2 separate regions of the Mus musculus genome follow, and region 1 is linked to region 2. A link is a contact called in public promoter capture Hi-C data. All regions are on one chromosome and are shown on one strand. Each heading gives the region's core, a stretch centred on a gene start, on an enhancer-like site or on the middle of the called end of the contact. The rest is flanking DNA. Distances are from core to core; before and after follow the strand shown.

What was found. Promoter capture Hi-C pulls out the DNA fragments that hold promoters and counts their contacts.
Region 1: a promoter capture Hi-C map of embryonic stem cells shows a contact between it and region 2, with 2.4 times the contacts expected there. The contact joins the promoter of Grm3 here to the promoter of Crot in region 2. A contact is called at or near these places in 4 of 39 promoter capture datasets (cranial neural crest, embryonic stem cells, hippocampal neurons and 1 more).

The regions. Positions count from the first base shown.
Region 1 is chr5:9,720,854-9,727,176 of GRCm38.p6, forward strand. It overlaps Grm3 (glutamate receptor, metabotropic 3), which reads right to left and starts at 4,499. Exons shown (of 6, transcript NM_181850.2): 1 at 4,277-4,499.
Region 2 is chr5:8,993,519-8,999,666 of GRCm38.p6, forward strand. It overlaps Crot (carnitine O-octanoyltransferase), which reads right to left and starts at 3,628. Exons shown (of 18, transcript NM_023733.3): 1 at 3,586-3,628; 2 at 2,934-3,029; 3 at 1-123. The coding sequence starts at 102.

The DNA.
Region 1 (6,323 bases), core at 3,249-5,748, 730 kb after region 2:
AATCGCAAATATATTAATGGCCTACTTTTCCTCTACCAAGAAAATTGATTTTCCCTTTGTTTCTAAGGAAAATCATTCTGAGGATACTCAGCACTGTGTGATGAATGCACTATAAAAACACTTTAGGACCTCAGATGGGAGAAGACTGACTTAACATTTGTTTGCTCCATGCAGCCCAACTCAATTCCCATAAAAACAGTTAGTTTTGTAATGGCCCCTCTCCCTTTAGTTTCCTAAATCCACACAGATGTTTTTTGTGAATAGTCTAATGCCCAACAAGGTATAAAGACAGCTGAGCACCTGCTTTTGGCTCTTTCTAGATTTGCCAAGTGTACCTTGGAAGGTAGTTCCTAGTCATTTGCTCCTAGACTGTCTAGTAAAAGCTTGCATTTCAGTGCCTGGCATAGGGAGAAACAATTGAGTGGGAGACTGAGGCTACCAAGATATTTGCTAAAGAATCTTAAGGAAGCCTACACATGGTTGTGTTGCAGCCAGATTTTAAGTGAACAAAATAAAAGCCTGCTTTTCCCCCTTGTGGTTATTTCAGGCTTCTTATTTTAAAAGTAACCTTCACATATGGTTCTTCCATATAAGCCTAAATATATTTTGTGTTGGTATATGCATGATGGGAGCTTACTTTTCATGATACAGAACATTGAATAATGTGTTCTTAATTCTGGCTTTTTCAGTTTGTATCAGTATGAAGTGGCCACTGAAAACTCTCACAAAACTACTGCTCCATGTTTACACACAGCTAACTAACTTACACTTTTACATTCTTAGCACATTCTATTAATTAAGGAAATCACTTTCATGTCAGCAGTGGGATTTACATGACAACAGCTTTTGGGGCTCATTGGAGCATCAGACCAGCATGTCACAAAAGTCCCTTGTAGTGTGGGTGGTGACAGGGCTCTATTGGCAACAAATTTGCAATGAAAATATCTCATAAATGTGCAGCCACCCAGAACATTGCATAGAAAGTATCTTCTGGATAGTCACATAGGCCACTAATGTCAAGGAAGACAATTTCCCATCTCTTACATGAACCAGATAAATTATTAGGACGTATAGCCACACACAAACACATAAATGTCCTAAAACATATACTGTTGAGGCAAGAGGTGGATATAGAACTGGCACCCACGTGTTTTCTTGTGTTATTATGTATTTTACATGACCTGTATAAATGTTGGATGAGGATCTTAAATCATACAAGAGGATGGAATAGCCCAGAGGAGTAAATGATAAGGAGTTAGCAATAAGATAAATTAGAGTCATGAAATAAGCTGAATTAAAAAATTCTTAATAGAGAGAACCATTACACTACATAATAGTTTTTCAAAAACTCTGGAAGAAGTCATCACATGACCTGTTAAGAAATACACTGGACTAATGCACTCCAAAATACAGTAATGCTGTAGGGACCCAGGCAGCATCAGAGATGGCAGGAGGAGGATGACTAATGGTTTGTGTGGTCTCCGTTGTTACTATGATTGTACTCATTTTGTGTGCTTAGGCTGGATAAATAATCTTTTCTCATTTTACTCTGCTTCTTGAAAGCAATTTCAGCAAATCTGTCTAATGTAGATTGGATACATTTAGCACAGTTTCCAAAGAATGAACAATCAACTCAGCATAAAACAGCAAAGAGAGAGCACTGTGTGTGAACAGCAGACCCTTGAGGAACTGGTCTGAAGAAGAAGACTATCACCCTGCACCTCTGGCCGTATTCTATACTGAAGAAGTTCCCTCCTCTTTTTAATCAAAAAATGAGATATTTTTCCCCTTTTTGAGTGGGTTCTTGAGATAATGTTGAGTACAGAAAACAAATCAAAATACTTCATTCTTAGGCTGATAGGCCACACCTTGCTAGGTACTCGCCAAACCCTGCAAAGAGCCAGGGCTCATTTTGTGATTTATGTTTACAAGAATGGACATGAAGTAGGGATCACTAATTTGAAAATGAATTTCAAGCTCAAAAAGATGAGCATATTCCTGAGAAAGTTGTATGCTATTATTGCTATGTATCTTACAAAACTGGATAATCCAAGACTAACTGTGTTTCTGATTGATTACCTGTCATGAGGCAGAGAAGAGAAACAGATGACCTTTGGATGGTCTGGATCTTTCATTCAACACAGATATTAGTTATAACTTAGAAAAAAAGATCAGTCATTTTGGTGCTATCTTTGCATTTCAACTTAACCAGTTTAATTCCAATGGCATGAAATAACAGAAGTGTTGCTAATGTTAGGCAATCTTGAAATAAGTAATAAGATTCACATTTCCTCCACATACACATACTGTCACTTTGAAGATACAACCATCATCCAAACATGTTTTCTTGATTACTGATGACATGTAACTGAGAAGCCCTATGCACGTTAAGTAGTGAAGCAGCCTTTTCCTTTGTGCACTGAGAAACTTTTTCTTTTTAATATATTAAGCTTCACATTTTATAAAAAAGATATAGTGCACAGAAGTACATGTTTTCACCATTTTGGAGTGTGAGTGGGGTTGGATTTAAGAATACAAAGTTTTCTTCTCATATTGTTTTAGTCCCAGGAATGCAGATACAGTTTTCTTTGTTTCATGTGTGCTAGAATACATTTCAGAATTTTTTCCTGTGCTATTTTGTATCATAAGCACCAAAAGTATCACTTAGCATGTAACTCAGGAGAGCCCATGGCATGTCCACTGTAACTCAGGAGAGCCCAAGGCATGTCCAGTCCACTCAACATATCTCTGTGGGCAGCCAGAACCCAAAGGTGTGGACAACCCAAACCTACAGGTGTGGGAAACCCTTGTAACTGTAAGTCACTGCTATTGCAAAGTGAAAAATGCTACTTTATTAAGGTTTGCTACACTTTAACTTTCAGATTCTCAAATTATATTGGGCTGATTTTAGGGGGGAAAAGACAAATAGCAGTGCAGAATACTAACAGCTAATCAGAGTTCCCTCAACATCTTTGGTAGGATTGTTATTCACAGGCATCTAGTCTAATGGGAATCTGGATATTTTGGTTAATGCTGATACCCAATATTTATATATACAACAGAGTTCAAGTAGCAACCTCAAACTGCGATCAGATAAATCAAAGCCAATTTAGATATGAAGACAGTTAAATGAATATTTCCAAAGGGATGGATGTTAACCCCACCTCTAACCCCAACAAAGTTGCTAAACAAGCAGTCCTGGGGGCCAGGAACAAAGAAATTTAAGCAACCAACTGCTGAGGTGCTTAACACTAAAACTCATAAAAATCATAACTTGCTTTGTACTACTGTGTGATTACATTGGGCATGTATATATTCAATGTATCTATAACATACCTATTACTGTTCAAACAGGAGTAGAACTATTTTATAAGTAAATTAGTTGAATTGGTGACCATACATTTTGAGAGAGGTGGAGTTTTGTCTTCAGAATTTGCAGCACTCTAAGATATTTTGAAAGCATCTGTTCACTCCCTTAAACCAGCTCTCTGAATGTATTATACCTTTAAGAGACCCTTAAATGTTTCTTACCTCATAGAGGAACTAGAAGGAAATCCAAGTGAAATTCCGAAAGAATCAGCTTATTGGCTATATAACCTAGTCTATTTTTGGACCACGGATCTCCCGCCCTCTCCGAGTTATCTCACTGCCAGATAAGAAAATGGAACAGGATCAATGGGTAGATATGCTTTGAGTCTGGTTCTTGAATTTCTTTTTTGGCTCAAGTCAAAAAGAGCAAAGGGCAGCGAGTTAGGGCTAATTTCCAAGCACGTTTGCTGGTGGGTGAACCTCTGTCTGCCCCTGGCTGCGGAGCTTATCCTGGCAGCACCAGGGGGTCCTGCTGACCGCTATCCTCCTGCCTGACAACCTCCACACCCACATGCAGCTACCAGTGTGTGAGCCACACATCACAGGGTTCCTGTGCACAAAGCCTTATAAAACCCCCAAGCGCAAAGCTGGATGGAGGCGGTTGGAGAATGAGACCTGTCTCTCTAATTAGTCCCTCTACCTCTCCTTCTCTGGCTGCAGATCTATGCTCTGAAATTGGCCCCTTCTTGAAGGGACAGTAGCGCGCGCACACACAAACTCACTCTCTCACTCACACCCACATTGCTCCTATGACCCACGTTTTCCACCCCCTGGCAGATAGATATGTAGGGACTGGTCCGTGCTCTGCCTCAACTTTCCTCGCTTTGCCTGCCCCACGCGGCACCCGAGCTCCTGCGCCCTGGCTGGGCACCCTCCAGAGGGGCAGGTCCCCTTCTGGGCTGCTTACCTCGCACGGTCAACTCCTGGCAGGAACTGAAGCTGACCGCGGTGGTAGCGGCAGCGGTGAGCCTGCACCCAAGCTCTGGCTCATGGTTGGTCCTCTTCATCCGACACAAAAGAGGGAGCTTGCTGCCTTTGTCCTTTCTAAATCCAAGGGAGAACTTATTTTGCCCCTGAAATGGCCAACTTGTGCGCGAAGCTTCCTGTCACAGTGCCCCCTGCCCCCGCCCCCGCCCGGCTGCGCGCTGGACCACTGCCCGGTGGCCCAGCATCCAGGCCTCCGAGTCAAGGAGGAGTGGGAAAAGGGAGGGCTAGAGGAGAAGAGCAGGAGGAGGTTGGGAAGAAGGGGACCCAGTGGTCTTCAGCAGAAGGGAGGGGAGCTTTAGAGCCCAGGCGCCCTCCTCCTCTTTGCAGCCAAACCCACTTCCTGGGCTCACAAGCAACTTTCCTTCACCTTGGCCAGGCAGAAACAGTCGCATCTAACTGGGACTCAGGCAGAGAGGCACGGACCTTCTGACATCCTCTCCTCCTCATTCTTCTCCTTTCCTTTCTCCTCCTTTCCCTTCCCCCTTCTTCCCTCCGTTTATAGGGGTGTAGCTGCAGAGTCTTCAGTGAGCTACTGTACCTAGACCCAAAGGTTACAATACAGAAAGCCTGGCGGGGTTGAGAGCTTCTCTGCCCCAAGGTTTGCAGTCCTTAGGCAATGCATACAAAGGTTGGTGAATTTCGGAGCAGTGGCGTGAAGGGGCGTGGGGAGGTAGAGTGGGAGGTGGCTCCAACTTTGAAGCTCTGCTAAGGCTCACGGCACGCGGGTGGGCAGGGACCTACAGTCATTCCTAGTAAGAACTCTCCTGTGGTCCCTATGTAAAAGGCTGACTACTCTTGGAGGAGACGGCGAAAGAGGGAGCAGTGTGAGCGAGTGAACCCAGGAGGCCGATACGCAGCTTTGCCCCACACGCGGTTCAACTGCACATTGCGAACCCCTGGGGAGGCTTGTGCAGCACAATCTCTGGGTCAGCAGGGAGGGAGACGCTCCTGTTTCCTAGCAACGCTCATCAATCTTCTCGGGATAGCTCCCTCTGAAGGAATTCGATTGGATAGCCCCTTGAGAGAAGCCACGCCCCTTCAAGAATGCTGGGCTGCTGCTTTTTCGCATTCTCCCAAATTTCTTAGGTGGAAAAAGATTCTAGGGAAGTGCTTAGATAGTCTCTTCTTTCTTATCCTCCGGTGCAACCACACTGACCCCTTGGAGCTAACCTTTTCCAGTTTCACATTAATCTTTCTCTAGTCCTACTTTTTTGTTAAGAGGGTCTTCACAGAACCTTTTCTTTCTTTTTAAAATTAAATAAATAAATGCCTCAAATCGGTGACGTAGGCACAAAGAAAAAAAAAAAAGAAAAAAAAAGAAAAACAGCACACGGAAATAGCTTCAATAGACCGGGAGCTAGAGATAGCTTCCTAAAGGAAAAACCCCAGCTTATCATTCTGTGACTAGAAATGCGTTGTGCTCAGTTTCAAAACTGAAATTTCATTAATTTTTCCATCCTGGTGTAGTAACTTTATATTAACCCAGGACTGAGTTATACGAAGCTAGACTCAATGAAACAGAAGGCTTTAAATGCTAAATCCTTTAATATTTCATGCTAAGTTGTTTAGCAACTATTTTCTCTCATAGCTCAGCCAGAACACGTAAACTACAGAAATGCTTTACCGCTGGTGCTTTTAGAAGAATGTTGATATTTAAAGGACACACGTGCTTAGATAGCTCATTGTGCATGCCACTAAAATTTGGGATATATTAAAAAACAAAATGCTGGTGTACAGTGAAATGTTTGCAATGCCCATATTTTAACATTTTAATAGAATTGCCAGAAAGAAAGGAAAAGTAATTTCCCCTTTTTGTTTCATTATAATTAGTTAACATGCGCTATTCACCCACAAACCTACTAGAAACTCCTGAGACAACTTTTAACCATTTCTGCTCAATAGACTCATGACCATCAAGGATATAGGACATGAACAATGGAGACGATAAATATGTGCATATTGTTAGG
Region 2 (6,148 bases), core at 2,378-4,877:
TTTTTTTAATGATTCTTCAAGTGCAGGAACAGGCAATGACGGAAGAGAGTCCTGGTACTGAAATGTCCGTTCTTCAACTGATTTAGTCAATTGATTTTCCATGATAAAGTCACAGTAAGAGAACTAAAAGAAAAAACAGGCGGGACATTGGTCACCAATAACTCCTGAGCTATTTGTAAACTTGTCAAATAAGGAAAACCAACTTTACTATTAAGAATGTGAACTTAGCATGCCAGGAACAATGTGTCATCAGAAAGATGTGACCACCCAACCCCAGGTAGTGTGGTGTTAGAGAAAACATGCTTACTCCTAACTTTCACCCTGCAAACACTGCCACTTCACACATGCAAACAAGCATTTCAGGGTTAGTCACGTTTAAGAAGTCACACTTGGTACCCAAATGCCAATGTGTTAGGTTACAATCTCCCGGCTGACGAGGCGATATTACAGGCCATTAGAGAACCTGCAGAGATTCTTGCTGAGTGGGTAGGATTAGATGTGTAGAACAAGATTATGGTCTGAGAAACTCTCAAAAGCATATGCAGAGGTGTGGAGCATGGGATATTATAGACTGTAAGAATTCATGTGACAGGCTGATGTCACTTAACGCTGTGCAGATGGCATGGGCCCTAATCACACTGGCTTTGAATATCACAAACCAAACTTCAAAATTTTTCTACATTTGTGGTAATTTTCATCAAAATAAAACTAACACCATATATGAATAGGCTATATTGGTAGAGTAAATAATAAGATTTCTGAGAGAATCATTTATAGATCCTATATAAAACCAGTAACTAAGAAAACAAAGAATTGATACTGAGTGAAAACTTCCTGTCCTTTTATATCCTATTTTAAAATAGCAAAGTTAAATAAAATATACTATTCATATGTTATAAAAGTTAACAATAGCTGGGCGGTGGTGGCGCACGCCTTTAATCCCAGCACTCGGGAGGCAGAGGCAGGCGGATTTCTGAGTTCGAGGCCAGCCTGGTCTACAAAGTGAGTTCCAGGACAGCCAGGGCTACACAGAGAAACCCTGTCTCGAAAAAAACCAAAAAAACAAACAAAACAAAACAAAAAAGTTAACAATATCAAAAACAAAGGCATGGCGGATTATTTTTGACTAATATCTTTTTCTCCCATTATTAACCAAATCTAAAATTTTTGCTGTATATATTACTCTTTATCTCCGTCTCAGTGCTGACCCAGCTGGCTGCCAACCAGAACAAGCACCTTGGACCCATTTACAGAAGCCATATTGCCAGAATCACCTTTCTGGTCCTACTTCTAGATGTGAAAGGAAAGGGAAGGAGAGGACAAGGCGCAGTGCTGGGTATGGTGGCATGTACCTAGCTGCAGTAGCAAGAGGACGCTTCAGCCCAGGGTAGTATAGTGAGACTAGATGATAACAACAGAGCCCTCTTGCTTTCTTAATACCATGTCTTGTTGGCTTTGTTACAGCGAGGAGGTTCTACTGTTCCAGTAACATAACCAGACAGTGCATAGGACCTCAAAGCTCCACCCCTTCCGTTTTACTGCTTACATCCCATTTGAATATTGATAAACCACTTTGGATCTAACAGAATATTTAGGATCTCGGTCTTAAATATAGACTCAGCCATGTTCTAACCATTTGCTCCTAGGCAAATGACTAGAAAAAACAGGACCGTTTATTTGGTAGTGGGCTGCCATAGCACACACGGGGAAGTCAAAGGACAGCTCCCAGGAGTTCATTCTCTTTTCTACCATGTGGGTCCTGGGGATCACACTTGGGTCATCAGGTTTGCCTGCAGGTGTCAATATCCAATGAGCCATCTCACTGAGCCTCAAAATTTGTCTTTTTTTTGGGGGGGGGGGTTAGAATATTACTATATACCCCAGGCAGGCTTGGAACTAACTTTTGTCAGACAGGCTTGCCTGAATTCACATGGGTCAGCCTGCCTCTGACTCCCTAGTGCTGGGAATATATGCCACCAACACCCACCCAGCTCTAGGCAAGTAACTTTAATTGAATCTCTTTATCTTGGCATGTATAACCATATAATTAGTCATCAGACTTTTTAATGCCATAAAAACAACTCATCCTGAAACAACTATATTATGGACTATAATGGGCAGAATTGTTATGATGACCTAACTCCTACCTACTCTTTTTAGTCCCCAGAACTTGTCATTATGATAGAACATCATTACTCCTATGGTTGCAACTGGGTTTCACCTACAAAAAAAAAAAAAAAAAAAAAAAGGCTTAAAATAGAGAGGACCTAACCTAATCATTTGAGTGCTTGAGCAGAGATACTGCCACACCTCTGTGTCTACATCTATGTCTTTAATGATCTGTGTCTACATCCATGTCCTTAACGAACTCAGAGACAAACAGGACTTGCAGGAAATGGGATTAATCCTAATGCAAGTGAACAGGGGTTAGACTCTGCCAACTCGAATGAACCTGAAAAGGGAGTCTCCCCCTAAAACTTCAGAAAGTAACTCATAACAGAAACCCTGGTCTCTCCTTTTGTGCGTCCATGCAGGGTAAGCAGCTAAGCTTGCTCGGACTTCAGATCTTCAGAAACTCAAAGTCTGTGTTCCTTTAACCGCTAAACATGTCACTGTCTGCTGTAACAGCAATAGGAAACTAATGCAAGCATGCCGGGCAAGCTGATCTCATTACACTTCCTTGTCATTTAACAGATCCCACAAAGAAGACCAGAGTACTAATTTTATGCCTGCTGCAGTGCTTAGCCCCTGCAAGGTTAAGCCGACTACAGATTCTTTAAGAGTTGTCTTAAGTTTTCAACCATATAAAACTAGTTAAACGATTCCAATAAAATTAAGAAAACGATGACAGTGGACTTTCTGAAAGCAAGGTGATGTGAACGCGAGAGAGGTGGGAAAATAGAACCAGGAAGTAAACAAATAGGGTCACATACCAGTAAACCACGAAGAAGTGCTCAGGACCTCCAGGAGCCTGCTTGAACAATTCGGAAAGGAAACCACAGGGAACCCGAACTGGCCAAGCCTGGTGACTGTGGAAAGGAAGAAATACACTCAAGTAAAGATCAGGAAAGGAGAAGAGGATAGTGACAGAAGCTGGAAATACAGAGAACGGACATCTGCTAGACATGAGATTTATATCACTACAGAGCTAGCTATGTTCCAAGCAGCCTATCAGATGGACCCAAGGGGCACAGGGAACCTTCCGGTGCCCGCGGGGAGGTTGCAGCAGAAGCAGAAAGCAATAAAGTTCAGAAACTCCTCCCACCAAAACAAGGGCAGCTTCTCACCGAGGATAAGGACAAGGGGAGAAAAACCAAGAAACATGCACACGCAAAACCAACCAATCGATCAAGCACTCTAGCACTCTAGCACTCTAGCGAGGCCGGTGCAACTGAGAGAGGACACCCCAAACCAGAAGGGCAAGATGCTCGGGGGGGGGGGGGGGCACCACGCCCGCGCCAGACGGGGCGCCTGGGCGCACAGCCCGACTGCACTCAGCTCGGCTTCCTGCTACTGCAATACCCTTCGACCCCCTCGCCATGTGGGAGGGGAAGGAGAGCGAGCAGCCGGCCCCAGAATCCTCACCTCCCGCGCCCCTCTTGTCCCTCTGCGTCGGCCTGCAGGCTCTGGGCTGTCCTGAGGCCGGACCAGAACGGAAAACCGCGAGGGTCCCGCCCTGTGCGCGTCGGGGAACGGGATTGGACGGGAAGCCGCGAGGGTCCCACCCCGCGCTGGAAGGGGTGGGCTGTCGAGGCTTGCTGGTCCCGCCCCCGCCGGGTTCTCGGGCTCTGGTGGCGTCCTAGGCTGCAGACCCCGGGAACGCAGCAGAAAGTCAGATAAGCGCCCTGCAGTCCCCGCTACAGCAGCTTCCTTCCGGATGCTGCGGGAGATTGGCCTCCGTCCAGAGATCTACCCACTCTCGGGCACAGCCCTGTGGCTGCGTAAGGAGGCCCACGGCTCAGCCTGCTTTTCGCCGAACTCTTAGGGGCTTGGCGCTGTGTTCTTTCTTCCCAGTCGCTCCCCCTTCTTTGTGCCAGCCTCCTTTGCATGGCCCAGGCAAGCATTTATACTACTTTAGATATAAATTTAAGAATTTATACTGAGACATTTTATTTTGTCTACCCTGTGTGCTGGCAAGAGAATAGCAGGCGAATGGATCCGGTTTGGCCTCGTCGCCTCTTTGAGACTTAAGATTTGGCCAACTCCCAGCCATCTAGGGCAAGCCCTTGCAGTCTCTAGCGATGGTCAAGCTTCAAGCTTTGGCCTTGCCTGAATATTTTTATCATCCAAGAAGTTGCGTTTTTAAAAAGCTAGCACGTCCTAGAGGAAGACTATGAGGTATTTTTAGTTTCACAGGTCAATGCCCTTTTTTTCATTTACCTCCTGAAATAAATTGATACAATTTTAAACTTATATACACTTTTTATTTGTACTTCTGTTTTGTTTTCGTGGAAGGAAAAATATTTTACCTGCTCCTGCATAGTTAAGTTATTCAACAGTTTAATGACTTCATTTCAAATTAGTATATTAAAAGCTGCTGTCTTTCCGAAATCCTTTTGAGTTTCCCGCAGAATTACTAATATGTTTCATGACTGCACAGCGTTGCTGGAGGTATTACATAATCAAGCTGGATAATCTCTCTAAGCTTGTCAAAGTGACTGTGTTAAAGAACTTTTCCCCCTCATAGTATGTAAGTGTTCCGTTCCGGATATTATATTATGCTTCGAAAATAGAATTCTTAGACTGACTGGATTTCTCAGAAACCTTCATTGTCTTTTTTTTTTTTTTTTTTTTTTTTTTTTAGTAAAAAAAATTTTGGCACCTCTTTAGAAGTTTACGCATATTGAATGTTTGCTGGTGGCAAAGAATTTAGGGTCACTCACCTTCACTGTTTTTGTGAGTTTGGTAATCTCACCAAACCAGGCCTTTATGCAGGGTCTTTAACACTGAGCTACATTCAAGCCCTGCTGCAAGTTTCTCTTCTTCCTGGTTTTGTTAAGCAGAAACGGTGTCTCCATGAAGATCTTGGCTTCTCATAAAAAGAAAACAACCTCGGGACTGAAAAAAATCAGTAGAACCTGGAGAATGTGAGAAAAATGACCATCTCTGTAAAACTGTAATTAAGCAGAGTCCTGAAAATGTTTTCTACCAAATGTATAATAGATATTTTAATGTCAAATTTAAAATCGGTAGCACTCAGATTAAATTTGAACAAGCTTGTATTTCTTAGCTCAGGATAGACAGATCTTGATGGCTGAGGAAGATATTGCAAGCTTTTGGAGTATGTCTTATAGCAACAACTTGTCCCAAGTCTTAAAATTGACTATTAAAGTTATATAAAAAATCATTCGGGCTGGAGAGATGGCTCAGCAGGTAAGAGCACCAACTGCTCTTCCAGAGGACCTGAGTTCAAATCCCAACAACTACATGCTGGCTCACAACCACCCATAATGAGATCTGACTCCCTCTTCTGGAGTATCCAACCGGAGTGAGCAGAGGTCTAAAAATTCAATTCGCAACAGCCACATGAAGGCTCACAACCATCTGTACAGTGTACTCATATACATAAAATAAATAAATCTTTAAAAAATCATTCATTTATGTGTATGAAGGGATCCATATGGACCCAGGACCCCAGGGCAAGGGGCTACCTCTGGCTAGAGAGGAGGCAGATGTGGCACATAGGCAAATGACAGTGTCAAGTCAAGGGCAAGCCCTGAGCTAGGATGAGGTGTTGACTTTCATTAGACAGATTAGGTCAGTCAAAGGAGCGGAGGGTTGATAGCTGAACCGCAATACTTTGATAACTAGACTTTGGTAGTCCGCCTCAGGAGAGGGAAATGACCAAATAAGGGAATAGACCTTGTTGGCTAGTTATAGGAATAAAATCTAATAGTTTCCAGCAAGACAGTGGGAATCAGGGAGAAAGGCAATGCCTACCAGAGCCATGTGTGACATGCTCGGGCTGGCTAGAGTCCATTCAGTGTAGCTCTTTCTCCATACACTACCAAATTAAAAGGAAGACTTTTACAGACTGCCGCAGACCCTCTAAGTCCCTTTGTCTGCATGGAACGGGTCTCTGGGGCAGATGGACAAAGCGTTAGAGGGTGACAGACAGACCAACACATGAGATTGTGTAGAATCTGAA